Linked DNA regions of Mus musculus: all the other regions are linked to region 2. The links are chromatin contacts, called in public Hi-C and HiChIP or PLAC-seq maps. All regions are on one chromosome and are shown on one strand. The core of a region is the stretch at or near the end of the contact, and the rest is flanking DNA. Distances in the headings are between cores, read along the strand shown. Region 1 overlaps Gm36857 (a long non-coding RNA gene). Region 2 has its middle 20 kb from the start of Platr26. Region 3 overlaps Itga6 (integrin alpha 6). Region 4 holds the start of Itga6 (integrin alpha 6). Region 5 has its middle 27 kb from the start of Gm36909.

Region 1 (5,534 bases), core at 1,277-3,776, 100 kb before region 2:
AATATAAGTAACATGAAGTTCGCTGGTTTAGCCAGTTTGAAATGTGTTTTTCAGTGGCGTGAAGGGCATTCAGATGGGCATGGTGACACACATCCTAGTCCTACGGCTTACGATGCTGAGAAGGGAAGGTCACAAGTTTGAAACCAGCCTGGGCTACAAAGTGAGTTCCTGGAAAGCCAGAGCTACGTAGTGAGGCCCTGTCTCAAAAACAAAACAAAACAAAAAATGAAACACAAAGTATTTAATCAGCTGAAGGCCAGTTTGTCCACTACCATATTGTCTACAGTTTCTTAAAAATTTCCCACATGTTTTCTTCTCAAAATGTATGCTCTCTGTTGACCCATCTTCAGCTTCACTGATCTGTGCTTCAGAGCTCTACAGCTAGACTTCCAGGCACTTGTGAGCAGGAGAAGTTGGTGTTGGGAACAGATCTCCAGTCCTTTGCAAGAGCAGTACACACTCCTAACCACTAGGCCATCTCTCCAACTCTTGTCAACTCCTGGGCCTGCCCTAATCTGAATTGTAAGCTCCACTCATGTATTCTTCATAACATTACCTACTGCGTCATCATCTCCAGACTTCTGTGTGGCTTCCTCTGTCTTTGTTGATAGTCACTATTCTGGCAAGACAGCTTTTGAATACATTCTCTTTAGGTTTTTAACACAAAGTTTTGTTTTGTTTTTCCACTTCTTTAAAATATTCAATTTTAAAGCTAGCTATGGTGGTGCACGCCTACAATTGTAGAACTTTGTAGGTGGGGTCTGAAGTTCAAGGTTGTCCCTGCCCACACAGTGACTTGGAGAGTTCAAAGCTAGCCTGGGCTACATGAGATCCAGCCTCCCCACCCTCCAAAGCAAAGCAGAGCAGAGCAGAGCAGAGCAGAGCAGAGCAGAGCAGAGCAGAGCAGAGCAGAGCAGAGCAAAGCAAAGCAAAGCAAAGCAAAGCAAGAGTTTTCTTCTTTCTTTTAGGAGTTCTTCCAGATTCTCTCTCATAAATGCATGCCCTTGTCATGCACTAGGCCCTCTTCCCTGCTCCTCACTCTGAGAGAACTTCTCTCCCTTCCCGTCAGCTTCGAGTTTTTCTTTGGTTGTGTCTATTCTGCAGGCAAATCTGTTGAATGAGTCTCTGATGACTTTGGTTTTGAGGGTCACTCTTGTGAGGTGTTGTTGCTGTTGTTGCTTTGCTTTTGCGAGACAGGGTTTCTCTGTGTAGCCCTGGCTGTCCTAGATTCACTCGGTAGACCAGGCTGACCTCAAACTCACAGAGATCCACCTGCCCCTGCCTCCCGAGTGCAGGGATTAAAGGTGTGGGTCACCACTGCCCAGCAGGGTTGCTCTTGTCTTGGTAGCATGTGGTGCATCTCGGTCACAGTGTTCTCGATGCTTGGTGGTCTTTGAGTCTGTGTTTTCTTCTGGTACGAGAGGCCCCATGAGTACGGAGATGAGTTGTCTTTAGTGGTGAGGTGGGAAACTGTGGGGCTGGGCAGTGTGAGTCAGGAAAAAATGCTTTTATTTCTCCTGGATGAGGCCAGATTCAGGGTGTGGTTGCCTCTGGGGCTTGTTGTCTGTTCTGCTCAGTATATGTGTGTTCCTATGATGTGTGTGTGTGTGTGTGTGTTTGTATGTATATGTGTGTGTGTAAGACCACTTTTTTGTATGCTGTACTTTAGTGTCTTAGCCATCTCTGATGGTGAGTGCCTTAGAACCTTCTGTTCTGTATGCTTCCCCCCGCCCACTGCCCCACACTGTCCTTTTTTTGAATCTAGAGGTCCTTGGAGACATCCCATTATACAACTATACAACTGATCTCTCCTGCTTGTTTTGGGCTCATTCATCTGAGTACATCTGTTGTGTGTCCTTCACTGTTTCTGGCTACAGAGGTTGCCTTTCTCTATCCTTAAAAATTTTCCCTCATGTCTACAGTTGACAGTACTCTTTGCTCTGGGAGTTTTCCTTCTGTCATTTCTCTGAGGTTCTCTGTCTTCTCTGTTCTCCTATGATTTGGAGGAGGGGAGAGCAGGCTGCAGCATGTATTCAGTCTTCTTGGGAGACTTTTTTTTTCCCCCTTTCAAACTCATTTGAAGTTTTCCCATGGATGAAGAATTTAGAGAGACTACCGGTTGATAATTACAGGTGGTGGTGGTGGTGGAGGATAGCTTAGTGTTTATCCTCAGCATCTCTGCAAAAGCTGAGGGTTCCAAGCCAGAGTGTAGATTTGGACTTGACTAAAATCTAGGGTTTTTCTTTATTGCTGTTGTTATTTTTTCCCCCCTATTCACAGTCAAAGGCCACTTTGCCTCAGAACCCTGTCTCCAGTGCTGACAACCTTGTTGCTGGAGAATTTCTGGGCGGAACCCTGGATGGCACCTTCTTGGCTGGGGGCACTGTTTTAAAGCCTTGCAATTTTAGGGAGTGATCTGGGTGGGGTCACGTTCCAGCTGCACCCCATAACACTTCGCAAGCCCTGGCTGTGCCGATGGCAGCTGCTGGCTGCGGCTGGCTGCTCAGGCCCATGGAGGAAGGAAGATTTCTTGTTGAGAAATCTCTGAGTCACTGGCAGCCTCTGGCTGTGGTTTGCTCACATGTCTGTAGCCCTCTGGGGCTGATGTTTCTGTGAAATCTTTCAAGTTCATTCTTGCTCCCCTGGGCTCACCCTCTCACAAGTGCTTGCTTGCCCTGCATGCCGCAAATGGCGAGAGAACATCAACTCTCCATGGTCACTAGTACGTGATTGCTTTCCCAGGACTCCTGCGGTGATGTGTTCTTGGGTCCGTGTTTATGTGACATAACAATAAAATACTCAGTGCTTCTCTGGATCTTTCCCCCGAGGGCATCTTGAACATCCAAAGACAATAGTGCAGTAATCACCATGATTTTCAATCTGAGGTAAATGTGCTTTTTGTTAATTTTTAAGGCAATAAAATTGACTTTGAAGGTAGTACTTCAGACTTTTAAATTTTACCACAGAACAAAAGAGCTCTGTATCCCTAAAGCCTGTGTAGAAATGCACACTTCGTCTTTACTAGGGGTGTGGCTATGTGTACAGACGTCTTTCATTTCATATTCTAGTAAAGCTGGCTGCTCTAAAATTCATTTTATTTCCGCCAAGAATGTTTGATATAAAAACTAGAGGTCTTTCTTTACAGAGAAATATTCTCACAGAAAATGACTAAAGCTTGTGAGGCAAGATTAAGAATCTTAGCTCTCAGGTGTCCAGAATGGTCACTTGTAGCCAGACGCTGCACACAAAACCCCCTTTCTTACTAGGTAGTTTTTAGAAAACACTGGTACTTGGAATTTGCAGATTAGACATGGACCACAGTGATGATTGGCGCTGGGAGTCAAAAATGGAAAATGTAGAGATAGCTTAGAGATGCAGACACAGGATGCTCTTGCAGGGGACTGGAATTTCATTCTCAGGGTGCCCCTCATGCTGCCTATAATTAATTCCAACTCCACGGATAGCTGATGCCTCTACCTCATTGGGCAGCTGTACTCATAACTAAAATGGTTTAAAACAAATCTTTAAAAAGTGAGAAAACCACACATCATCCTTGGGGCATCTGGAGGGAACAGTGGGAGCCAGGCTGGACGATCAGAATGCTGAAGGCACAGGCATGTCCTTACTAAAATACCATTCAACTTAGAACGGTGAATTTGATGGTATCCAAAATACATCTCAACAAAGCTCTTTACAAATCCTGCCTGGGTACCACTATAGACCATTGAGTCAGGCTTCTGAGGTAAAACCTTAATATTAATGTTTTGTAAAAGCTCCCCAGGTGATTCGAACGTGCCGCTGGTTAGGGGCTTGCTGGTTTATAACCTTGTTTGTCTCCGTTGGACAATCCTGACATTCTGCATCTGGTTTATTATTTACGTCCTTTGTTTCCATCCACTTTACTAATGGTGGAATTTGTAGACGTTATTAATTCTGTGTTTGGGTACCCATTCCTCAACTTCCCATCCCCTCTTCTCTCATCTGCCAGTGATCATGATTCTGTGTATCCGCTTAACAGTCTACGTGAAAATCTATTATTTTAGAAACAACCGACAGAGAGGAGGTTGATGGAGAGAAGCTTGAAGGCACCGTATGCAAAGTAAGGAGAAAGAGAAGAAACACTAGCTACCTTTATTTGATCAATACATAGCCTATTCGTGTATTGAGACCTCACAAATATATATAATTAAAATTAATTTCATTAATTAGTTTAACAAAAGACAATAAAATCCTACCACTCCAGGCCCCTCCTTACCCCTAAACGAAAGAAGAGACAAAGACAGAAATGGCTGATATATCTTGATTGTTAAGCTGCAATCACAGGCATGGCCTGCGCAGACCACACAAGCGATGGTGGCCCTGTAGTGTCAGAGCATCTGGGTAGCTATCTTAGCTTGTGTTAAGTGTACCTGAGGTTCTCATAAAGATGAGGCTGGCTAATGATGAAGGCTGCCTTCTCAGAGTGTCTTCTTGGCTGTGACTGATTAGAGGCGCTCTAGACAAATGGCTGTATCAGTTATTGTTATTTTGAGGGAAACCCCAGCCTTTGCCAGTGTAGTAAGGGCTAGATGCCAGGGTAAGATGTGAGACACTCACCTTGTGTGTACTCAGACACTTGGTATTCAGGATAAGTAGCATCGTTGTGGAGTAGAGATTCTCCATGAGTATGACAGCAGCTTCTCACATCGAAGCTGGCCCTCCTAGTTGTCCAGATAAAGTTTGGCTGCTGCTCTTCATCAGAGTCAGGGATACATCCGGCTGATTCTCCAAGGAGGGCCTGACGGCAGGTCTTACACTCAGTACTTGCTATTTAAGAGGAGTAAGATGTCCTGTCTTACTTTAGTGAATGGTCCCTAAAACCCCAGGAGTGTACACTGAGACCTGCCTGGATTAATGAGAAGTCACTCTGAACTACCCACCCCGCCCAGGGTGGGCACCAGAGAGCAATGGTGGTACTCAAGGTTATTGTTTTCTTCCTTTGTTGATCCCACTTCCCCTGTGATTTATTTTTATTTTATGTTTATGAATGTTCTGCCTGCATGTATATATGTGTACCAAATATGAGTATATGTGCCTGTTGCCTGTGGAGGCCAGAACAGAGCATTAGATTTGCTGGAATGGGAGTTACAGATAAATGTGAGCTGCCTTATAGGTTCTGGGAATTGAACCTGGGTCCTCTGCAAGAGCAGCCAATGCTCTTAACCACTGAGCTGTCTCTCTAGCTCCTTTGTTGTCTTTCTGAGATAGGCTTTCATGGCATGTCTCAGGGTAGCCTGGAACGTGCTTTATAGCAACACAGGCTGCTCTTGAACTCCCAACTGCCTTCTTGTCTCAGCTTCTGAAGGCTGGGATATTACCAGTGTGGCAATTATGCCTGGCTTGTTTGTGTTTTTTAAAAGTCACCTTCTGAAAAAGATGGACATGGTGGCTATGCAACCCCAGAGCTTGGGGTGTGTGAGGAAGAAAGTCAGAGTTCAAGGCCAGCTATAAACCTCAGCTATAAAGAGGGTTCGAAACCAGCTTGAGCTGGGTTA
Region 2 (6,336 bases), core at 1,708-4,207:
AGTGTTGGGATTAAAGGCATGTGCCACCACGCCTGGCAGATAAATACTTTTTAATCTTAATATGTTTCATTTTTGTTTACAGCAGGTGATTTTGCCTTTCCACCTGGGGACCACTTTACAATTTTTTTTTTTTTAAATAACAATTACTGTTCTTTGAAGGCGGAATCACCACTGTAGAGAAGACAAAAAGGTCCACTCCTTCCCAGACAAAACCTCTGCTTTCCGGAGTCCCCTGTAGCTCCCAGAGCAAGTGTCCCATGCACTTGGTAGAGGGAGCAGAGACCATACCAGGCTCTTCTCATATTTGCCAGTGTTTAGCTTTCCATAGCAGCTGAGGCTGTGAGCTAATGAAAGGCCAGAATCTGAAGCCAAGATCTAGCAGCAGTGACCCTTCTGGAGGCTGATAGGTAAACTACTCCAGGCCTCTTCTAGCTTCTGGCAAGTACCAGCATTTCTCTAGGTACCTTGCTTTCAGGTCAAGCACTCTAGTTAGTATCTGCCCACACATGGCCCTGTCCTCTGTGGTTCTTTCAGAACCTACTTCTCTTGTTTGAGGCAAGATCTCATGTATTTCAGGCTGGCCTTGAGATATGACTATCTATAGCCATATCTTGATCTTGAACTTCTGGTTGTCCCACCTCCGTACCCTGAGTGCTAGGATTACAGGTGTTTACTACCATGCACTCAGGGCTTTGAGCAAGTTGAGTGAGCACTCTACCCCATAGTCCTATAGTTCCCCAGTCCCCAAAGTTCCCTCTACTAGGGATATGAGTCATAAAGTGGGAGTTACCCTAACCTAGGGTGACTTCATCTTAGCATCAATCCAGTGTGTGCATGTAGACATGTACAAACACACACACACACACACACACACACACACACACACTCTAAATACATAAGTATTCTAAATAAATAAGTAAAATATTTGAAAAAATAAAATTAAAAAAATAGAAGATCAAGCCCAGGATCCTGTGCAGATAAAATATATGTTCTACCACCAGGCTGCACCTCTAACCTTTATCTGAATGTGATTTCCTTTGTAAAGACTTCTTTTCCAGTCAAGATTCCTGTCACAGCATCAGCAGCTGGAAGGACTTCAACATACCTTTGGTGCGGGGTATGGAGGAGGGATGCAATTCCATCCACCAACACAATGACTACCATCCACAGTATTTTGAAACTGAAGAGGAGTTCAGGGAACAGCCAAGTCCCATCTCTGCTTCCTCTTTGCCTGCGCTGTCTACCTTCAATCTCTGCTTCTTTCATCAACTAGTGGCCCAATCAGTCCCCCCCCACCCACCCACACACACACACACACAGGTAATTCTGTGGAGATTAAGAGAGTTCAACCATGGGAGACACCGTGCCTGACACAGAACCAGCTGTAATAGTGCCACATAACACCCCTCCCCGGTCTCTGTATGTGTCCAGTTAGCCTTGCAGGTGAGAAGGGGCCATATGGGATGCTTAATGAGGGGAAAATGACACTTTCATCTGGTGCAGATGAAGAATGAATGTTCCTGTTTGGTTGTTTGCACTGTTCCGTAGCCCCGAGGTTTCTTATATAAACACACAGAATGATGCCTTCTATTTGAACAAGGCTTCTCGTTTTCAAAGAGTTTTCACTGGATACTCATAAAACTTCGGAGAAGTTGGCAGGCTGGGCATTGATGACCTTGTTTTGTAGATAAGGAAACTCAGACAAAGGTTGAGAGTGGAGTTAAATCAGCTAGTGCCCGCTCACTCACTCTGTGCTCTTTTTCCTTAGCAACAGGATCCCTGTATTAATCAAACAGCAATTTAGCCAGAAAAAAAAAAAAAAAGAATATTCCAGATTCCTTTCCTGGCATGGTTGGCTAGTGACATGTCAGCTGCAGTGTGGGCAGGGAGAGAGGCTTCCAAGACAGCCCTCTAAAGCCTATTTTTATCTGGTGTAGCCCTTTGGCCACCAACTCACAACTGCACCATGTGTGTGTGTGTGTGTGTGTGTGTGTGTGTGTGTGTGTGTGTGTGTTTGCCTGTGTATCTGTGCTCATACATATATGTATATATGCTAATTTTTATATGCAGCCTAAGGCCTGGTGATTGCATTTGAAGGACACTGGTGAGAGCCACACACACTAAAGTGACGGGAGTTGTCTCTTGAGTGTCCATTACAGTCATTAGTTAGTACAAGGGGTACCAGAGAGAACTGATAGGGACACAGTGTAGAGACTGGCTGCAAATATTGTAAAGGCGCCTCTGCTCTAGCACTGAGACCGTGCTAGAGCAGTCTCACCAGCTTCCCCTTTGGAGAGGTGTAAGGGACAAGGATTCTTCCTCCTTCCAGGTCCTGACAGTTGCCAGCTGTGCACGCTGAGCTGACTACTACAATCAGTTCTGCTCTCAGCAAACTCTGCACGTCATGCCAGATGTGTGAGATGTGACTCCAGTAAATTCACAGGGTCAGGTGCTATGACATTTTTTTTTTTGTACCTGCTCATTTACAGGATTGTATATATGACAGACTTCTGAAGGAGATCTGACTTGGTGTTCGCACCCTGACCGTGAGATAGTTGGGGAAAGCTAGGGTTCCTATGTCAGTTGGAAATCACCATTGTCTATCAAAAATCATTGGACAAGCATGAATGGCCAAATTGGCGTGTGTAACTGTCAGCATCCTAGTTTTCATGTCTGAATAGGTAATGAGAGCAGAAGAAGACAATGGCTCAAACACTGGCAATCGGGCCCTTTCTCATGCCAGTTTGAAACACTGAAAAATATTAGGTTTTACTTATTGCTAAAATGAAGGTCGGATCAACCCAGGATGGAGGCTATGTGGGTGGCTAAGTAAGCAAGTCTGCTGAGAGGAGCAGACGCACGCACAGAAGCCAGGGTAGAGGCCCCTCAGGATGGCAGTGTGAAGGAGCAAGAGCCGAACAGCAGGAAGCTACATCAACTCCTGCTGGCTATTTGGTTACAAGCGTCAGTTCCGCAGGACTGTCTGACTAATCTTTCTGTCCCAAGAGAGCCATCATGCTCCTATATCCGTACACTAAATGACTCATTTCAGTTAAAATGGTTTCAGTTACTTTAACCAAAGGGCCCAATGCAGTTTGACTTCATGCTGAAATGTATAATAATACCTCTCAAAATGGTTTGTGCATCTGTAGACTCCATTGATAGCTATTCCTTCCAAACTCATTACCATATATCAGGATCACTACCAGATTTGTACCACACACAGCATGGTGCTTGTTCTCAGTTCCACCAGCATGCACACCCTTCCTTCCTGAATCTCTCTTGGCACTATTATTTCTCAGACTCCATAGTAATTTTGAGGGAGTTTTTATTATACCACACAAACCAGTGATAGAAAGAACATGTAATTGTTTTCTTTAACATAAGGGCTTCACTAATGCCCAGCCAGTATCATTCCTTTAAACTTCCAGAACTATACAGAAACAAACCAAAAACAAAGCAAAACTAAAACTCTTTTCCTATTCACCAGTCTTGGCTACTTCCTTATAACAACTGAAAACAGACTAATTCACATGGAGAGAACATGGAAGTTTTGCTCATGGTGAGGGCGCCAGATACTTATTGGACATCTTTCCTGGGTTACCTGAATGAGTACAGGGCATTTATTCTGCATGGAGAGCCCAGGTCATGCGTTGATTCTGACCCTTTTCTTGTATGTTAACTTTTCCTAGGAGACATGAACAAATATTTGCTTATTCACTCCAGATAAGGCACTAACAATGGACCAAGGACTGAGTCCATCCAAATTTAGATCTCTGAAGAAAGGTCTCACTTCACAATTGTTAACCATTTTATATCCTTGCTGAGGGGTCTTTGAGCCCCATGAGCACCACTCCCATGAGGGAATGTCTGCGAGCCCAATCTTAAGAGGGTCTCAGTGGGTATTCTCAGGTATTCTAATTTCAAAGCGTTATTAACTATGCAATACCCTGAATAAAGTTCCATAATATTAGTAAGTAATTTAATCTGTTTAGCCTAAGTCATCATTAAGATTAGGGAATTGGACTAAATTATCAGATCTCTTATAGCTCCAGTGGGACGGTTCTGTAACAGAACAATGGAAACAATGTTAAAACCTCAGAGTGGTAAACATGCAGAAGGTGGGGTAAGCAGGCAATTGTCTTTCATTTATACAGATGAAAAATACTTCTGGAAAAATGGTTTGCTTTCTTGAATGAAAAGTCTATTGACTTCAAAATGTGAGCAGGGCCTGTGGGCACAGAAAGGCTAAGACAGGAGAATAATGCGTTTAAGGCCAGTCTGAGCTATAGAGGGAGTTCTAAGTCAGACTGGGGGTAAATAGAGAGATCCTGCCTCAAAACACAGAGAGACAGATCTGTATGATCTTTTCATGAATTGTAATTTTTTATTATGATTAACCTAAATGGCCAACTTGACTGAGTTGAAAGTTTCCTTGAAGATCAGTGAATCACATCTCTGCATGAGAATATTTTCAATTGAGAATTAGTCTAGGAAAGAGAACCTGTCTTGCATATGAGTAGTACCATCCTGTAGGCGCCCAGCATGGATGGAATGAAAGAGAAAAAATGAGGAAGCCACCAGTACAGACATTTTCTCTCTTTACTTCCTGGCCACCATGATGTCAGTGTTCTATCCACTATACCCGCTCTACCACCATGAGCAGAACCATCTGAAGCTGTGAGCCAAAAGAAATCTTTGTTCCTTCAAGTTGTTTACATCTGGTATTTTGATACATGAATGAAAATTCTAATAGTCTGATTATCTATGTGGATGTCTAAAAAGGGAAAGATTGTCTACAATGAAGGTAAGGTGGCTCAAAGGAATGACAGCTCTCCTCCTTAAGTGAGGACTCTCAATTTTCCTTCCCTCCCTGTCATTAGAAGTAACCCAGCAGGACTCCTTTGCTCCCCATCCCAATACCACTTTTAAGTTAGCTACTTTTCTTTTGTAAAACTCATCTCAAAATCAGAGCTGCTGAATGCCTAACCCATTGATTATTATCATAAACATTATCTCATCTTTAACACAATCGGCAATTTAATTCTGTGTTAAAGATGATTTATGGTTAGATTAGCTACATTTCTCATTGCTGAGACAAGAAACAACTTAGGAAAAGAAGTGCTTATTTTGATTCTCGATTTGAGGAAACAGTCCATCATGGTGGAGAAGGCAATGAGGGTGTGAGACTGCTGGTAACACTGTGTCTACAATGAGGATGTGAGACCTCAGGCAACATTGTATCTGCAATGAGAATGTGAAACCACACTAACATTGTGTCTGCAATGAGGAGGTGAGACTGCAGGTAGCATTGTATCTGTAATGAGGATGTGAAACCACAAGTAACATTGTGTCTGCAATGAGGTGGCGAGATGCAGGTAACTTTGTGTCTGCAATGAGGCCATGAGACTGCAGGTAACATTGTATTTGCAATGAGGTTGTGAAACCACAAGTAACATTGTGCCCTCAAAGAGGTTATAAGACCATCGATAACATTGTATCTGTTGTCTGTGGTTAGGAAACAACAGTGTGATGAATACTGGTTGGCTAATTTTCTCACCCTCGCCCCCCACCCCCCCACCCCCCCACCCCCCTCTTTCTCTGTCTCTCCCTGTCTATCATCTATCTATCTGTCTATCTCTCTCTCTCGTTTGGGATTCAAGGCACTGAGATGGAGCTGCCTATATTCAGAATCTTACCATTTTTAGCTAAATTTCTTGAGATTTACAGACACACCCAGATTCATAGACAAACTCAGAGGTGAGTTTACTAGGTGATTCAAATATCGGTAACAAAGACTAACCATTACAAGTTTACCCAAAACAACTTAACACTTGAGGAAACAAGGTCCAGGGGGGTGAATTAGCTAGCCCAAGGCCACATATCCAATACTTGGCAGAGCTAAGGTCAGAACCCTCTACCTCTATAAACCCAGAGAATTTCATGAACTCCAGGCAAGAAGACTTCTGCAGAGCAAGTGTGAAATCTATGTAGTGAGAAGGGACTCTTGGTTAAACGTGGAAGACTTAAGCCTGTCTGTTCCAAATTCTGATTAGAGATTCCAAACAGCAAGGAAAGGGATATAAATACGTGAAATGAGACGCACTGACAGGAGCTGTGCAGAGTTTGAATTGTCTATTCTTTTTAGGCAGATGCAGTGCAGATGGAGGGGTGGTGGCTGGCTTTGCCTGTGGAATGCTCCCAAGGCCAAGTGAACCACCCTCAGCAAAACCCCAGAAAGGCTGACGTTCTATGGTCCCTTGTGCTACAGCACACTGGAAGAAGCTAACAACCTAAAGCCTGTCAATTGCTTAGGGGCCTGGATCCCTTCCTCTG
Region 3 (6,249 bases), core at 3,435-5,934, 120 kb after region 2:
CAGATAAACAGGAGTCTGAGCAAGGGCAATGTCTGGACCTACTACAAAGCATGATTGGGAGCTTAGGAGTCAAGATAAAGCGAAGTGAAACTAGAAAAAGAAAGGCGGTAGAAACACCAGGAAAACAAAGGTCAGGGTCTGAACATGAATCACACCACATGATGGAACGTGGGGGAGAAAGTTTGCTTGACCTCAACATTAGAGACAGCTTCCTGTGAGGACACTGACGTCTGATTCTGGTACTGGTCCTCCATCCATTTATTGTCGGCTTAGGCTTTTCTCTAAATCTACTTTACTTAGGGTTCTTAACAACACTTCAACCTCCCTTCTAACAAATACCTCAACCAGAGATGGGGGAGAAAGAAGGTTAATAGGAAAAGGGGGGTGTGGACCTGTTTAACAGTCGTTCTTTGGGGTGAGCAACTCCACTCCTTGTTGTCAGGATACCAGCAGTGTGGTCCAATAGCAAACGCCAAACATGAATCGGTAGAGGAGGCTCGGTCCAACAGGAACCACAGAGCTCCTCTGAATTGGCTTGAGTCCGTGGAAGCAGCCAGAATCAGCTGGAATACCACAAGAAGTTCTTTGGTGCATTTCTCTCTACATAGTAAAGGCCAGCGAAGAAGCGAGACCTAAGTGGTGCACTGCGTCACAATGCGACAGCGGCCTCTCACTGTTTGTGGGGTTCCATTTATACTCTTTTCAAACAGCATACACCCTCTCCAGCGCTCGCTCAAGCAAAACATCACATGCCCTGTCACGTGTCTGCTTCAGCCAAACATCCTCTCGTAAAACAGCTTCTAGAAAAATACCACAACTGAGTTTCCAAAGAAACCAGAAATTTCCACTTCAATTTATACTTCACACTGAATAATATCTGGGTCTGTTAAAAAAAAAAAGAGAGAGATGAGCGAATTGTGGTTGCCAAAAGGTGACTTGGTTTCATTGTAAATGAAAGATAACACATAGTAGGACTTGGGAAATGAAGAGGAATGTCTGGAAAGAAGGAATATCAGAATGCTTGCACCTTCATCTCACTCATTGAAGGAACTGAGATTTTTATCAAATGTTGGAAAGGAAATAGAAGTTCAAGAATTTAAAACGGAACATAGCCAATACAACCCAAAGCAACAAGTGTCTTGTTGGCTTCCCCTTCTGATGATAGGGCCAACATTGGCTAATCAAGAAATAAATATCACAATCTATAAATAAAGAGAGGTTAAATCTAGAATAAAAGTAAGAGTTGCCCATTTCTGTAGCCTGGGATGAGTTTAGAATCTATTACTTCGACCCTAAGTTTGTTTGTTCGTTCTTGCTTGCTTGCCTGCCTGCCTGCCTTCCTTTATTATTTATTTTACAAAAAAAAAAATGAAATATTGAGTTTGAAGATGGCTCTAGATGTCAGAGCGACACAGTTCTCTGGGTAATGCTGTGGCCTGCTTTTTCAGGTCTTCAATCAAATGAGCTGAGAAGACAGTGTTTTAAATTAAGCAATAATAGTGGCCTTGTTCTAATGAAGCAATAGTTCACATTTCCCGAGACAGAGTTGAGTAGCTAGAGGCACACTCTTTAATCCTTAAGGAAATGAATTATTGCCTAAGACAATGAAGCAAAGCTGCTATTGTCTTTAAAGCTTGAAGAATGCCAGTGTTTAGGACGCTTGATGGAAATAGTTAATACAGAAGTAGGCCAGCTGTCGGGGGAGACGTGCAAATATGAGTGACTGGTGGAGTGGCCCGCTCTGGATTCTAGGATAGCTTATTCAGACTGTGGTAGTGCATCCAGAGCCTTTAGCCTGTAAACGTGGTCTCCTTTGAAGACCTCAGTTTATGTCTTACTCTGAGTGACCACCATGCTTTTTGACATCGCCTTTCTCTGTGACAGAGTTTATTTCTTGCTAAAGATGGTGCTGTGGTTTTGAGGGTTTTTTAAAGGATTTTGTTGTTTGTTTGTCTGCATGTACAGTGTGTACCGTGTGTGCCTAGTGTCGGTGCAGGTTAGAAGAGGATTCGGATCCCCTAGAACTGGAGTTACAGATAGTTGTGAGCTACCAGTGTGGGTCCTGGGACCAAACATGGGGTCTTCTGGAAGAGCAGCGCTTAACCACTGAGCCATCTCTCCAGCCTCTTGCGTCTTATCTTTAAATATTTTCCAATATGTTGAAATCTTCAGGGAGTTACTCCAGTACAACTTTGCAACTCGGTGGAAGGTGGCCATGGTGGCTCAACTTTAATCCAGCCCTGGGAGGCTGAGGGAAGAAAGATGGTGCATTAGAGGAAATTCCTGCCTCAGAAATCCTGCCCTCCCCCCAAAACACGGGAAAAATAACAAAACTTAGTAGAAGTCGCTGTCTAGTGGCTCTAAGGCAAGCAGTTTGAACAGTGACTTTTCCTAGTGCCAAACTCTAGACACTGGCCCCATGTTTGTAGTCTCTCCTTTGGACCTGATATGGGAACAGGGTTTTGGATGCTGCTCTTGTTAGTTTCCATTGCTCCTGCCCCTACAAGGCCTGACTCGCTTCCCCGCTCCCACCCCAGCCTGTCTGTAGAGTGCAGAGCTGCTGCTGTAGTTCAGGCTTCTACTTATGAGCATGGTGGTACACACCTTTCATCCCAGGCAGAGATAGGTGGAGCTCTGAGTTCTAGGACAGCCTGGCACTACACAGGGAAACCCTGTCTCTGGGAGAGGGAGAGAGACACACAGACAGACAGACAGACAGATGTCTCTGAGAGAGAGGGACATACACACAGAGACAGAGAGACAGAGTCTTGAGAGTATGGCAGCAGCAGAGAGACAGTGGCATACCTGCAGCCCTGGTCCTTGGAGTTGACTTGGTGCCCACAGAGCAGTAATGCACACAGAGCACCTGGTTCCCTTACTAAACCCGTCTGGGCAGCCAGGCGCCCAGCCCTTCCTGTGAGGAACCGGGAGGAAGCTTTGGATTTATACAAAAGCCAGATTTTGGCACGCGTTTTGAGGGGTTGGTTGAAATGGGCTATTCTTCCAGAACCTACAAGCACCTGGCAGCTCAAGAATCAATGTGTGCCTAGCATTTAACCTACACCATGACCTAAAATGACTTAGATTAGAAGTAGACGGTTGTCCCCGGTGTCCTTGTTTGCATACTGGTCTAGTTTTGCTCATTTATTTGTTCTTCACAGACATAGCTTGAACTAATGGACTGTGACTGTATATAAAGCTGATTCCAAGTGAGATTAAGAGCCTTTTTGCTAATCTCTGAACCAGGGTAACTGTGAGAAATGGGTCCCCAATGGTTGCTGAGTGTTGGGGTGACTTTATTCATCTGTTTCTGGGACCTGCCGTTGTATTGGATTAGCTCGCAGTATAGCCTTGAAATGCAGAGTGGTGCAACAGGCGCCCTCTGCTGGCAGGCCATTCCCTTTTGTAGCCACCCACTCCTGCAGCCGGTGTGGATCCTCTTCCCTCCCTCCCAGAAGGTATCTGAAATGGAAACAGGATGCTTAAGAAGCCGTGTGGGCAGAGTCTGGGGTAGGCACCCTTTCAACTGGCATTATCCTTTATAGATGTATGCCTCTTAACATTGTCTTTATGCCTGACAACCTGGCTCCTTCCTTTATTCTATGCAGTCCGCCACTTCCTTCTCTGTCCAATGCCTGTGCCCCACCGGGGATGGAGGAGAGAAGGGTTGGAGAAAGCCCTTGGCTCTGAAGACCTGTGGCTGTGCATGGAGTAACCTCCACAGTCTGTTATTGTTTAAACGTGTGTGTGTGTGTGTGTGTGTGTGTGTGTGTGTGCGTGCGTGCGCGAGAGAGAGAGAGAGAGAGAGAGAGAGAGAGAGAGAGAGCCCGCGTGCACGCCCCCCCCCCCCCCCCCGCCCGCGGAAGCCAGAAAAGGGCTTTGGAGTTATAGGCATTAGACTTGATGATGCTGGACTCCGAACTTTGCTCCTCTGGGAAAGAACAGGCAGGTGCACTAACCACTGAGTCATCCCTCCAGCCTCTGCACAGCTTGTTCATGTTGCTGGAAACCTTTGAAGTGCCTATCCCATGTAGGGACCCAGAAAGGCTCAAGAGATGGCTGCATCCTTAGGCTCTGCGGGCCTCCTCTCCTACCTCTCTCCCCTGAGCCTGTCTTCTCACCAGGCTGTCTGTCCATCTTCAACTCCACTTACCAAATCACCAGACTCCAGTCTCCTACGGCGGCTATCTCAGTGCTTCTTAACTTGTGGGTCGTGACCCCTTCAGGGGTCAAACAACCCTTTCTTTCACTAGGTTCAAATATCAGATATTTACATTATGTTTCATAACAGTAGCAGAATTACAGTTATGAAGTAGCAACAAAGATAATGTTATGGTTGGGGGTCACCATAACATGAGGAACCGTACTAAAGGGTGGTGGCATTAGGAGTGTTGAGACCCACTGCTCTAGCTCCTCCCTTGGAAGCAAAGCCAGTCTTGCCTGTTCTCTGCTGTCCCTCCTAGGTCTCTTCTGCTGTCATTTCCTGGTAGCACTCTCTCTACAAAGCACTTGCCCTCTCCCTCCCAGTCCTTTTCTGAGCTAGCTACTTCTGGATCAGGTGGAGCCACACTGGAGTTTTAGGAGATGGAAGCTACCTGGGAGGCCGTCCCTTATGCATCCTGGGGCAGTACTTGTTGAAGCAGTAATTGGCTGTAGGAGGAGCTTGGTAAACAGGAAGTAGCCTGCCACCCTTAGCAGCCTCCTTGGGTGTGTGTAAGAGGAAGTGGTTAGAGGAGGGAAAGCTGTCTAGGCTGTCGGAGCTGCCCTTTGAGTCTCCTCTTGGCAGTTGGTTACCTTTACCCACCATTGGGCCTGGGTTCTTTTTCCCTTCGCCTGCTGGGAGTCAGACTTAAATCTGTCAGTATGCCAGTGGTTTTTATTTCAGTGTGTCATTGTTATAGGCTGGCTTTTGTGCTAAACGTTTTAGTTGTTCAGTTTTGTTTCTTGGGGAGCATTCATTACGCAGGGACAGGGACACTGTTTCTAGGTAATCTTTGTCCTGCCTGGCACCTGGCTGTGAGGTCCAGAGGCCTCATAATTAATCTCTGTCAAGGCCTCGATTTCCTATCAAATGGGAGGGTGCAGGCTCCTTAGCTTCTGTTTACTCATGGTTCAGCTCATTGTTTGTTTCTCTAGCCACCCCAGCACAGGGTCCATCCCACATCTGCCAAGCATCAAAACCCATTCTCTGCACATTCTAGGCCACCTCGTCTCTCAGGTATTGTGAGCTCCTGCAGGGACAGTGTTACTTGGATACCTGGTGGGCCTATGCAGACCCCTGCACCCTGGCTTCTCTATACCCCCTATTGATTGATAAATTTGGGGACCCGGGGGGCAATTGCTTCCCTAAGTCTCCACTTCAGTTCCGTTGCTTTGGTGTGTGCGGGTTCATCATTTCCAATGTAGACTTGGAACTAGAAGTGGGCAGTGCGAACTGCCTCAGGTGAGGAGATGGGTTATCTGTCTGGTAGGAAGGGCAGCCACTGTCCCCATGGAAGCCATCGTCATGCTCCTGTTTCTCCTGGGCAGATGTGATCCCCTTCCCCCTGTTGCACCTGCAGCAGCATAGCCGTTAGTGTATTTACTTTTTAACTGGGATCCATCCCAGCAAGGAAGAGGTAGTGGGGATGTTAGCTAGAGTTGGTTTTTGTTGTTCATTTTGCACCTGACCCTGCAGGCTTCCCAGTGCACTTTGCTGATGTTAGCTAGCGTTGGTTTTTGTTGTTCCTTTTGCACCTGACCCTGCAGGCTTCCCAGTGCACTTTGCTCCCTTCAGAGGGTTTATTGTTTGTTCCCAGCTGGCTTTCCATCTCCAGCCCATACCTCAAAGCTCTGGTTTCCACTTCTCTGTGTGGTCCGGTGTGTGTTCTTTCTTTCTGTCTCTTGTATTGTTTGTTTCTTACCCTAGAGGTTGTAAACCACGTGACCAGCCAGCCCCTCTGCTAATGAAGTGAAAGCTCTCCGCTGCCTGCCGATCATGAGTTGGGATTAGGAGCCACTCCTTGGGGAAAGTCTGGGGTGGAGAGAAGAGGAATGTCCCACCCACAGCTGCCACTTCATTTCTCAGCCTTTGTGGGAGACTGGTTGATATGGGGGAGCTTGTATCATGTACCCATGAGACAGAACATCACGTGTTGCACTTTAAATAGATGGAGATTCTCCTTGTCAACTATATCCTCAATAGAGCTGAAGAAAAAGAAAAAGGGAAGAGATTAATTGTGACATGGGCAAGAGTTGGATTCTTAATCT
Region 4 (5,512 bases), core at 2,580-5,079, 88 kb after region 2:
TGCAGAAAAGCAGCATATAGGATATTCTCTAATAGCAGAGTGATTCCAGTTCCCAGGAAACAGAAACTATATTGGATATGGCACAACTTCTTTGTCCTTCTCTTTGGGTGACCAGTACTTTAAAAATACTTGAAAATTCCCCTACTAATGGTGAGATATTAAATAAATAACATTTTTATTTGTCAAGTATACGGGTAAAACTAAGACACCAATAAAACTAAGAACTCCAAAATCTTCGTTCGAGTGAACATCTCTGCTCATAGCTCTCACTGCCTTTGCAGTGAAGATTTCCGGGATGTGAAAGTTTCTTCTGAGATAGTATAATTAGACTCTCAGATTTCCTTTTGTTTTCTAAGCCTTTTTAGAGAAAAGGAGAGGTTGAGACAGGTTTATGCTAGGTAGCCCAGGTTGGCCTCCAACTCATGGGAATCTTCCTAAGTCTTCATTTAAATACAGTAGTTTTCCCAGGTAACTAAATTTACAAAGCCTCTTCTTGCAATGTGTATGTTTTCTATAGGCGTGTACACAGACACATGCATGCACGTACACATACACAGACTCTGACTTGGGTGGTCAGTAAGCTTGTATCACCAGGTTTGAATTCTTACACCACTCTCTCCATCCATACACCTATTTATCTCTTTCTATCTCTGCCTCTTCTCTCAGTCAGCTCTATATATACCACAGGACAACCTGCCTGGGGTTGGTAGCATCCACGGTGGGCTGGGCACCCCTACATCAATTAGCAACCAGTGGCAGATCTTTCTGTCTCATCATTTTCCCAGGAAAACTGTGGGCTTCCCTCCCTCTGTGTTTATCTCATAATTTTTAAGGGTCTCAGTTCCTTTCATCATCGGCCCCAGAGACTGCAATAGCCTCAGTGGGTACAGACCAACCTTTTAACCTCCACGTTATAATACGCTTCTGTAAAATATGCAGCTCAGTCTTGGAATGGAAATGATAACTGAGTCTCAAACAGACTAAAAAACAGAGAATAAACCAGGTAGTGGTGGCACACGCCTTCAATCCCAGCACTTGGGGTTACTGGGATCAGAGAGGCAGGATTTTGACCTCTGAATTTGAGGTCTATAGACCTGGTCTACAGGCTGAGTTCCAGGACAGCCAGGGTTACATAGAGAAACCCTATCTTCAAAACCAAAACCAACCAGACAGACAGACAGACAGACAAGAAAGAAAAAATGGGAATTAGTGACACAGACACACACCTGTAACTGAAGTACTTGGTGGTGGAGTCAAGAGGATAATGAGTTCAAGGTCATCTTCAACTATCTATGGAGTTCAAGGCCAGATTTCCATAGGAAGCAATGACAATCTTCCAAGAGATTCTGTTAGGAGTCTGAGAGTTTGACTCAACACCAGGGATGTTTGGCTTCCTAGGCAGGAAACAGGTGGAAGACAGACAGGCACAACAACTGATAGTTTCTTACCCAGTACGGGCATATTCCAGAACAAGCGTCTCAGCCTTCTTCAGACCAGATTTCATCTCTACAAGTACCATTCGATTTGCACTGTGCATTTGTAATATTTAAATTTAATTTACTGTAATTTAAATGTCAACTTGAGGATTGAAATCAAGAAGGTAACAATGACCATTCATGTATTATTTGCCAATATGTCTAAGGAAGGGAATGACGGGTTCTCCACAGCCTAGAATTAGTCTTAGGAGGAGGAGGGATGTTCAGAATGGCCATTGGCTAATAGGACTTGAGCATGACTGGTCAGAGGGAGCAGTTGCAGTACAGGGCTTGGACTTGAGTGGAATCTGATGGATCTGGGACATATGCGCAGGGTTTGGCTGTTCAGCACAGCTTTCTTAACCAGTTCAGAAGTATTTCAGCAACATGGCAGCTACATCACTGGCTCCTGGCTGAGAACTACCTTGCGATTAAATGTTTAAATGTCAACTTGAGGATTGAAATCAAGAAGGTAACAATGACCTTGAGGTTCCTTATGTCCAACCATCATCAATTGGACCTGTCTTTCAGGGATAGTGGTTGCCATACATGAAAGAAGAAAACGGTTGTGAGTGACACCCACTAAAAATCACACTGCTGATATTTTCTACCTCACTAGACAGTCATTTCTAACAGTTTCTCAATGTCCTTCAGAAGCGCTTGTTCAAACCGTGTGATCTTCAAGATCTCGTGTGCATTTAGATCCATTATACCTCACCCAGGGCAAGATGTGAGATTACTAGTTGTTTGGGAAGTGGCACATCTGCTGGGGACTCACTCTGGCAGCTGCTGCCACCTGTGAAGACCACACGTGATATTCACATAGCTTCTCTGAGTAGCTCCAGCTGTTCTCTTGGTACAGATGTAGAAGGACGCTTTGGGTCTCCCTTGGGACTGCACCCTGCTTCTATTTCCTATGCATGCCTGTTAGGTTCCATGGAAAGGCCCTTTCCAGCATCAGGAGTGTACAGCCCACTGTGATTGTTACCCAGCTCTGGGCAGTTGGTCCTGACTTGTATAGAGAGTTGGCTCAACACAACTAGAGGGAGCACACCACTAAGCAGTTTTTATCCATGGTCTCTGCTCCAGGTTCCCGTCCTGAGTTCTATTATCTGGAAATGTAAGATAAAACAAACTCTTTTCTCCTCAGGTGGCTTTTGGTTAAAATATTAAATTACATCGATAGGAGACAGGGTAGAACAAGGCCCGTTCAGTAAGTTACTGAAAACCAAGACCCTATGCACAACATACATGTTTTTAAGAAGAAAATCGATTATATTAACATATGTCAAAATGTTAACATTTTTTTCTATAGTAATAAATTGCTTCTTTATTGACATACATCGAGATCTAGCAGAGTAGCTACCTAATAACAACTGTAATTTGAAACATCTGCAACAACCAACTTTTCTGGATAAAACAGTATTTTCTACTGATAATTGGGTTGTTGGTACAGTCTCCTGCCTTTGTGGTTTACTGTCTACATTCATAAGAGAAAACATGCTAATCTAAATGTCAGAGGATAATAAAAAATGGTTCACTAAAATGTATATTGTTTGTTCTCAACCAAGTTCTGAGCGTCCCTGAAGCAAGTTTTTCTATCCTAAAATAAACATGCCTCAAAAGCCAACACCTCGCTGGAAAGCCCCACCCTATGCCCGCGAGACTCAAGCCTTCAAGCCACCCACACGGACCTCTAGCTGTCTCTATCTATGCAGTTCTAACTAGACTAGGAAACTTAGGGTAAGAAAAGGGGACAATAGCTAAACTCCAGGGCCCAAGATAGAAGGACTCAGTGTTCCCTACCTAGAGATCTTCCCACAAAAATCTGAGTTGACTTTTTTCTTTTCTTTTCTTTTCTTTTCTTTTCTTTTCTTTTCTTTTCTTTCTTTCTTTTTTTTTTTTTTAAAAAAAAAACCAAAACTCATCAGCACAGAGAAGCCCGCTTCCTAGGCCTGAATGAAACAGTGTGTTTTTAAGTAGCACAGCAACGTTTTCGACGTTTGGGTCCCTGGGGAGCCAGCGAGTATGCAACATCAAGCCAACCCCAAGAGCTGGGCATACTTAGGCGCGTCTTGAACCCTTGGAGAACGGATGTCTTTGCAAGTCAGCCCTATGAGGCCCGCAGTTCAGTGACAGGTAGAAAAAAAGCCTGGCTAGTCTTGCCAAGCTCCGGGACGCTTCCGGGCAGGTGGCGGGAAGGTGGGAGGGCTGCGGCGGGTGCGCCGCTGCGGGGCGGGGCCGGCAGGGAAGGTGCGTGTGGCGGGCGGGGCCTCGGGAGGGGCGGGGCGGGGCGGGGCGGGGCCGGAGTCCCGGTCACTCGATAAAACGCTTGAGAGTCTCCAGAGAACAACGGGCTCATTGAGCAGCAGCTAGCTGCGGGCGTGGGGGAGCGGCCGCACAGTGAGCGTGAGCCGGCCGGGGGTGGGGCCGCGCGCAGGGGCGACCGAGGCCAAGTGGCCGCAGCGGCGCGCCAGGCAGCCCGGCCCCGGCCCCGAGCCCGCGCGCACAGAGGCCGCAGCAGCTCCGCGGGTCCCTCCCACCGCGCGCGCCCATGGCGGTCGCGGGCCAGTTGTGCCTGCTCTACCTGTCCGCGGGGCTTCTAGCCCGGCTGGGTACAGCCTTCAACCTGGACACCCGCGAGGACAACGTGATCCGGAAATCGGGGGATCCCGGGAGCCTCTTCGGCTTCTCGCTCGCCATGCACTGGCAGTTGCAGCCGGAGGACAAGCGGCTGTGAGTTCCCCGACTCTTCCCATCCCCACCGGGGCGCCGCGCTGCGCCAGGGAGAACGAGGGCGCGCCCTGCTGCCGCCCGTCCCGCGTGCCCAGAGCCTATCCGTGGGCTAGCCCAGCTCGGCTCTGCTCTGCCCTGGCCTTCCCTACCTTGCCCTGCCCTGCCCTGCCCTGCCCGCTCGCACTTCTTCGGCCCAAGACTTGAGAGATCCGGGCCCGCCGCGCCCTGCACACGGCGCCTCCCGGGAGTGAGGAGAGCCGAAGGGACAAACCCCGGGCCCGGCCCCGGGATACTTGACTTTCCCCCTCCCCTGAAGTGCTTTCCGCGGTTCTCCACTTCGGGCTTAGTTTGCAGGGACCCCGGCAGGTGGCACGCTTTGCTGAGCTTCACGTGTGCACTAGGGACAGTGATGGGACACAGGGTTGCGGGAAGTCTTCCAGGGAAATGCAGGCCTTTCTCCAACTCTCCGACCGTCCGGTCCCCTCCCTCGTTCGCGCGCCGCGTGGAAGTTGGGAAGCCACTTTTCGCTGTCCCGTATGACTTTCCCTGCAGAGTGGGCTCTCCTGCAGGAGATACTTTAACATGCTTCTTAAAAAGCACCTGTTCCTCAGGACTAGCTCAGCTGTGAAAACAGGCTTCTTCGAGTCGGTGTGCTAGCTCCCCCTCCCAGCTCCCTGATAGATCAGCAGCACTCAAGGATCCTCCGGCCCCAGTGCTGGGTGGGCCTCACGGAGGAGTTAGAGCAAAGTGCCCCTTCTAGGAGGGACTTAGAAAAGAAGGTTCGGAAGTGACAGTCATCCTCCCAAGTGTTTCTTCCAGGAGAAAGCGACTGGCTCTGCCTTTTAAACAGTGTTGGCTCCCACATGACCCAGTTCTTTGATTGGGGAAGATTTTCTGGAGCTTAGTCGCCCAGTCGCAGTGGGGTTAAATTCTTGATCCATGCTCATTCCCACAACAAAAGGTCCTCCTCCCCGCCCAGGTCTTGAGTTGAACCCAGGTCCTTCCAGGACCAGCAGACCGGAGAGAACAGAGTGCAGCCAAGGGGAAAGGAGAGGCCAGAATTATTTTAAACTGGAGAAAACTCCCTTTTCGGATATTTAACAACTTTGGGGTTTGTGCATATTGTGGACTTCAAAATCTTAAGGTCAGATTTTTCTGATACCACCTGCTAGGTGAAGCAGAAGTCTATTGTGGGTGGGATAGTCCCGGGCAGGGAGGGGGTCTGACTCTGCAGGCGTGGCATTCTCCCGAAAATAATTGTTGGTCAGCTGTAAATCTGAAGTGAGAGGGTTTGTTTGTTT
Region 5 (5,443 bases), core at 14-2,513, 72 kb before region 2:
TGTACCTCAGACAGGCGTGTCTGTGGGACTTGGGTTTTACTGGAGGCAGATGTGGTAGAAGGTTCCGGAGAAGCATGGAGAGGCAGTTAGGCTCTTAGTAAACCTCGGAGGTTTACTACGCCAACTTCAGGGACAGCAGTGGCTCTCCTGTTTGTGCCTCTCCTCTCTCACCTTGCCCCCAGTTCGTGTCGGCATGCCCATCCCCGCTTTGGCTCACTCCTCTCCCTTGGTGACTAGTAGGTTTATGAGTCCAACAGACAGACTTAAGAGAACACTTGTGTTTTTTAAGGCATGGCTGGCCGCTCCCTCCTGAGTCATTGCCCTGCCCAGCCGCCTTTGGTGAGTTGGGAGGAGAAGGGGAGACTAATGACACGAAGAATCTTTAGCCTGGAGAGCCACTTCCTTGTGGCAAATCGCTGTGTGGAAGGAGCATTTGTATAAGAAGCTGGGGGCTTTTCCGAGGCAAGCCCTGTTCTCGGCATCATCGGCATTGCCTGGGACGGAGCAGGGCACCACGGATGTACTGAGGCAGAGGTCATGCCCTTTTCCTTCTGAGGGTCTGACTGAGAACCCCACAATAGCTTTGCTGCAGCAGCCTGATAAGGACACATCTTTCGAAAGTCATTTTTCATCCTGTTCAATAGATGCCCTTGGTCTTAACTGATCCGAGTGCTTTTCTTGGGTAAATCAGTCCGAGTGGAGAGTTCCAAATCAAACCCTGTTCACATCCTTCGCGATCACCAGGCTGTACAAGTGAGCGTGTATGCATACTTTCAGACTAGAGGATTCTCTCTAAACGACCCCATTAGAAGGAGAAATGCAATCCTCTGGCAAACTCCTTGCTTTCTGTCCCTTTAGAAAAGGGATTTATTGGGAGACAAGGCTCATGTATCCAAACACCGCACCTCCATCCTGCCAGCCTAGCGGATCTGTGGCTTTATTTATAATGTATTTACACAGCCCAGCAGCCATTGAAGATGCCTGCTTAATGAAATGCTCGGCTTGTATTCGGATGGCACTATCGGGAGTCATTATGAGTAAATACGTGTTCAGATTTATTTTCCTTCCCCCAGAGGTCTCTCAAAGGTCCCTGAAGGTAAATATTTGCATGGTGCCCGGTTTGTATTTCCCCAGCCTAATGTGGTACTGAGGTAAGTAAGAAGCCTAGCCTCCTTCCAGCCAGCTTGTTAGCATGCACAGAGACACTTCCCTCTCTGCTGCCTGTGGCATTATGACTGCCAGGAGACAGACAGCACCCGGGCTGGGCCAGCAGCCACTTAACCAGCTTAATGCACCCTTGGGCTTGCTGCATCTGAGCGACTGTACGCTGCCTTGGCGTCGTCAACTTGCAACTGATGAAATAATGCTTGTTCAGGAAGTGCAGTCCGCTGTGGATCTGCACTGCTGTCCCAGTGTTGGGGAATGCGGGGGTGGTGGACATAATTCTCAAGAATCCTGAGAAACTAAAGTCTCTTGAATTCTCAGAGCACTTTTTAGGAAGTAGAGCAGAGCTCCCATTCATATCATCCGTTTTTCCTTCAGACTCTTAATTAATATTCCAAAATCAACCAGGGGTTGCTAAGTCCAGGGTTAATTTTTTTTGAGTGATTATCTTTATTTATTTATTTATTTATTTATTTATTTATTTATTTATTTTGGTTAAAAGTAAAGTGACAAAGAATTGTAAAGTGCTATTAATATATACATTTTCTTGAATTGCAAATTAGGAGATGAAACTTAAGGTTACTTCATAAAAAATACGATTGGTCAGGGGCTGGCAAGATAACTCAGCGGGTAAGAGCACTGACTGCTCTTCTGAAGGTCCTGAGTTCAAATCCCAGCAACCACATGGTGGCTCAAACCACCTATAAAGAGGTTTGATACCCTTTTCTGGTGTGTCTGAAGTCAGCTACAGTGTACTTATGTATAATAATAAATCTTTGGGCCGGAGCGAGTAGAGTTACCAGAGCGAGCGAGCAGAGATCCTAAAAATTTCAATTCCTAACAACCACATGAAGGCTCACAACCATCTGTACAGCGACAGTTTGCTCACACAAATAAATAATAAATAAATAAATCTTTTTTTTAAAGCTATGATTGGTCATTTTAGAACGTGTCATCATCAGCCTAAAATGGGATTAAGAAGAGGTCTTGAGAATCTATTTTATGGCTTCATAGTTGAGTGGAGCAAACACCTTAGAAATTGGTGTGTGAAAAAAATTTACATTTTTAACTTGGACTCCAATATAAGGTGGGTAGTATTGTAGTGTACAAAATGCTATCGGCTCTTGTCTGTAGATTTGAATTTGGCACACAAATACTAGGCTAGACTGTGATTACCTGTTTTGGGGATCTGGAAAAGAGTGTGGCAGTTTCGAATGCCATTTGTATAGGAATAGCAGCTAAGTACCTATGAATGGGCCTGGCTGCTGCGTGGGGGAAGATCCAACTGTTAGGGTTTTCAGGTCATTGTGGGAAACTCAGGATGGAAAGCCCCAGCGAACATTTTTTTTTTCTGCTCCTTGGGAAACTTACCGCCTCTGTAAGGGGTCATCCCCAAATGGGAAGAGGGGAGAGCAGAAGGCCAGTGAATTTTTTGAGAAACTGGCAGCCCAGCAGACATTCCGGCGCCAGCAGGACACCCCTGGAACTGAAGGTCTTTGTACCAGGAATAAAACAGTACTTCTTCCTTGAAGGAGAGAGAGTCCTGCCTCTTGGAAGCGGTTGGTGGGACCCGGGTGTGGAGATTTGGGGGAAGGGCCTGAGGACTAGAGAGTAGAGAGAGGAAATCGAGTTTTCCAGGGCCAAACAAGCACATAGGAGTTGGAAGCTGACAGTGAAAAACTTTACAGTGACACTGGCAGACGCTTTAGTTAGGAACTCACTGAAAGGGTTGCATTCTTCTGCCTTAGGGTAGGTGATGGAATGAAAGCATTCCCTGGAGGAAGTCTGGACCACCCCTAGACTGCGGAATTGATGGGTTCACTTAGATCCTACAGGGAAGATCCGCAGTAGGCATCTGGGCCACACATTTTACATAACGTCTGCACGAATATCCGTCCTCCAAACTCCAACGCAGTAGGCTTCCCAAGCAACTCCATGGATTCTGTTTTCAGGGATAAAGGAATGAGAAGGATGCTCCCAGAGGAGAGGTATGGAGCTGTTTCGAGGAAGGCGGGGAGCCAGGTCGCGTTGTCTGGTGCAAGGCAGCCGGGCGTGGAGTGTGGCCAGCGGTGGGCAGCTGTGCAGCGAGGGCTCGGCAGCGTTGTCAGGAGTGGGCGTCGCGGGGAGAGCCGCGCTCTAGGACAGCTGGCGCCGCCGTAGCAGCGCTGAGAACGCTGACAGGTTCTGCAAATAACAGCTGCGGAACAATCTTTCTGTTTGGACAACGTGGGAAGGACCATTGTTCACAAATTGGTCTCTTCAATAACACCTGCGTGCACAGTTAATAATCTGTTGTCGGTCTCCCCCGGCTTTCAAAGACAAAAGACAGCAGCAGAGGGAGGAGCGAGAGGTGACTGGAGAAAGCAGAGCAACTTGGAAACCTGGCAGGGTGCAAGTAAGGACTCAGGGTCCTGTTCCCGGATCCACCTCGGTTGTTCGCAGCGGGTCAGCTTTCATTCGCCTCTACGGCTTTTATCCTTGCTGGCCACCAACATCGCAGCGGCAAGCATCATTTCCTATGCAGTTGCTAAGCACCCTTCCTTGCAAGTCAGCGGTCAATACTGCTAGAGTGGCCCCAGGATAGGAAAGGTCACACGTGTGTAAGTAAATCGAAAGGTTTATGAGACGCAGGTGGCTCATACTCCTGAGAGCGCAGGATTAGCATGTCAAAGTCAAAATGGAACAGAGATATGTGAGCCCCGCCTCCTGTGTGCACAATGCTTTGCAAATTTAGGATGGTATTCTTCCTTGCACTCTCCCATTCAAGCTCCAATCACGATAGCATGGAGTCGCCCAGAATACAAGCTGCATCCTAACAGAGGAGGAACAAAGTGACCAAGTGGGGACTTGGCTCTTGTGTTTGCTGGCTTACATCCTGTGTCATGTTGCCTTCCCTACACTACTTTGTACAAAGTGTTGAGTTATTTGCATTTTATTTTGGCCTTTTTCCTGCCTTTCCTACCAGGCCTAAAATTAGGTAATAAGCTCATGGAGACATGGGACTGTATCTTTCCCATCTTTTCTGTACTGTCCAATGTGGTTACCTGGTCACAGTGATCAATAGGGTCCAAGTTCTGTTCCCAGCCCTGATAGCAGCTGGCTGCCTGTAACTCTGGCTGCAAGGGGTCTTATGCCTCTCGGGCACATGCACTCACGTACACATATGAAAACACAAATTTGAATAAAATAAATATTTTTAAAATATGAAATGAAGGCAATTGTATGCTAGCCATAACTACTGAATACCTCCCCCCCCCCCCCCCCGTATGGTAGTGCATACCTTTAGTCTCAGCACTGGGGAGGTAGAGAGGCAGGCAGATCTCTGTGAGTTCAAGGCCAGCCCAGTCTACAAAGTGAGTTTCAGGACATCCAGAGCTAGATAAAGAGGCCCAGTCTCAAACAAAGCAAAAGAAAAGAAAAGAAAAGAAAAGAGGAGAGGAGAGGAGAGGAAAGGAGAGGAGAGGAGAGGGGAAAAAAAGAACATTCTTGGGAGGCAGAGACAGGTGGATCTGTGTGAGATGGAGGCCAGCCTGGTCTTTAGAGCAAATTCCAGGACAACCAGGGCTACACAGAGAAACCTTATCTCAAAAACTAAACAAAACCCAAAATATGTATGTGTAAAATAGACTTAACGAATCACATAACATGCATATAACATATGCAAATAAAATTATTAAAACATCATTTTACATAAAAATCTGAGATATATAGAGAGAGTTAAATCTAGTGAATTTGGTGTTTGACTCCAACATTAAAAACTACAAAATACTGCTGGGAGTAATAGATTATATGCTCATGGGTTAGAAAAACTTGATTTCATTGGACGATATTTCTCTGGATGGAGAGATGCGCCCATGATTAAGAACACTTGTTGATCTTGCAGAGGACCCACAGGATGACTCACATCTGTAATTTCAGTTCTAGGGGTTATAATACCCTCCTCTCCTGAACTCCATGGACAGCAGGCAGGCAAGTGGTATACATATATACAACAGGCAAACCACTTGTGCACATAAGAAAATAAAATATGAAAATGTTTTAAAGATATTTCTCCTCAAGACAAAGTTTTAGTAGAAACTGATAAGTTGGCTCTAAAATAGATATCGGAATCCAAAGAATTTAGAATAATCTAAAACTATATTGAGTAGAAGTATAAAGATGGAAGATTTTCATGACTTCATCTCAAGACATACAGCCCCAGCAATGAAGATGGTCTGGGTCAGCTATAGAGTCTACAGCAATCGTTCTCAACCTGTGGGTCCCAACCCCTTTGTGGAGT

What was found. A called contact is a pair of places that touch in the nucleus more often than the background predicts. HiChIP or PLAC-seq counts read pairs in DNA pulled down with a chosen protein or histone mark.
Region 1: an HNF4G HiChIP or PLAC-seq map of pancreatic cancer cells shows a contact between it and region 2. The contact joins two enhancer-like sites. A contact is called at or near these places in 1 of 15 datasets of contacts at CTCF or cohesin (embryonic stem cells), 11 of 484 Hi-C or Micro-C datasets (Sertoli cells, bone marrow-derived macrophages, embryonic stem cells and 5 more), 7 of 115 datasets of contacts at active chromatin or transcription factors (the 230-238 cell line, bone marrow-derived macrophages, embryonic stem cells and 1 more) and 1 of 9 other capture datasets (embryonic stem cells).
Region 3: a FOXA1 HiChIP or PLAC-seq map of pancreatic cancer cells shows a contact between it and region 2. The contact joins two enhancer-like sites. A contact is called at or near these places in 7 of 484 Hi-C or Micro-C datasets (the N1E-115 cell line, bone marrow-derived macrophages, colorectal tumor organoids and 2 more), 6 of 115 datasets of contacts at active chromatin or transcription factors (acute myeloid leukemia, embryonic stem cells, kidney and 2 more) and 2 of 9 other capture datasets (adipose tissue and embryonic stem cells).
Region 4: a contact with region 2 is called in an HNF4G HiChIP or PLAC-seq map of pancreatic cancer cells. The contact joins the promoter of Itga6 here to the enhancer-like site in region 2. A contact is called at or near these places in 6 of 484 Hi-C or Micro-C datasets (Sertoli cells, bone marrow-derived macrophages, embryonic fibroblasts and 2 more), 12 of 115 datasets of contacts at active chromatin or transcription factors (the 230-238 cell line, the SCID.adh cell line, bone marrow-derived macrophages and 6 more) and 2 of 9 other capture datasets (adipose tissue and liver).
Region 5: a Hi-C map of bone marrow-derived macrophages shows a contact between it and region 2, with 1.9 times the contacts expected there. The contact joins two enhancer-like sites. A contact is called at or near these places in 8 of 484 Hi-C or Micro-C datasets (bone marrow-derived macrophages, cerebral cortex, conventional type 1 dendritic cells and 3 more), 6 of 115 datasets of contacts at active chromatin or transcription factors (embryonic fibroblasts, embryonic stem cells and pancreatic cancer cells) and 1 of 9 other capture datasets (embryonic stem cells).

What each region holds. Positions count from the first base shown.
Region 1 is chr2:71,592,160-71,597,693 of GRCm38.p6, forward strand. The region is part of intron 1 of Gm36857 (a long non-coding RNA gene); the gene reads left to right. Among named protein-coding and RNA genes, the nearest start is that of Gm36857, 3.6 kb to the left of the region's middle. Within about 2 kb of position 2,527, at least 76 of the 459 cell types and tissues checked have an H3K27ac peak or open chromatin away from gene starts, as enhancers often do. A contact at or near this core is called in bone marrow-derived macrophages and pancreatic cancer cells, where this site is marked.
Region 2 is chr2:71,696,209-71,702,544 of GRCm38.p6, forward strand. No RefSeq gene overlaps it. Among named protein-coding and RNA genes, the nearest start is that of Platr26, 20 kb to the right of the region's middle. Within about 2 kb of position 2,958, at least 45 of the 459 cell types and tissues checked have an H3K27ac peak or open chromatin away from gene starts, as enhancers often do. A contact at or near this core is called in the N1E-115 cell line, acute myeloid leukemia, adipose tissue and 3 more, where this site is marked.
Region 3 is chr2:71,809,522-71,815,770 of GRCm38.p6, forward strand. The region is part of intron 1 of Itga6 (integrin alpha 6); the gene reads left to right. Among named protein-coding and RNA genes, the nearest start is that of Itga6, 26 kb to the left of the region's middle. Within about 2 kb of position 4,685, at least 203 of the 459 cell types and tissues checked have an H3K27ac peak or open chromatin away from gene starts, as enhancers often do. A contact at or near this core is called in the N1E-115 cell line, acute myeloid leukemia, adipose tissue and 2 more, where this site is marked.
Region 4 is chr2:71,783,110-71,788,621 of GRCm38.p6, forward strand. Itga6 (integrin alpha 6) reads left to right here and starts at 3,830. Exons shown (of 26, transcript NM_008397.4): 1 at 3,830-4,211. The coding sequence starts at 4,030.
Region 5 is chr2:71,626,293-71,631,735 of GRCm38.p6, forward strand. No RefSeq gene overlaps it. Among named protein-coding and RNA genes, the nearest start is that of Gm36909, 27 kb to the right of the region's middle. Within about 2 kb of position 1,264, at least 82 of the 459 cell types and tissues checked have an H3K27ac peak or open chromatin away from gene starts, as enhancers often do. A contact at or near this core is called in bone marrow-derived macrophages, embryonic fibroblasts and pancreatic cancer cells, where this site is marked.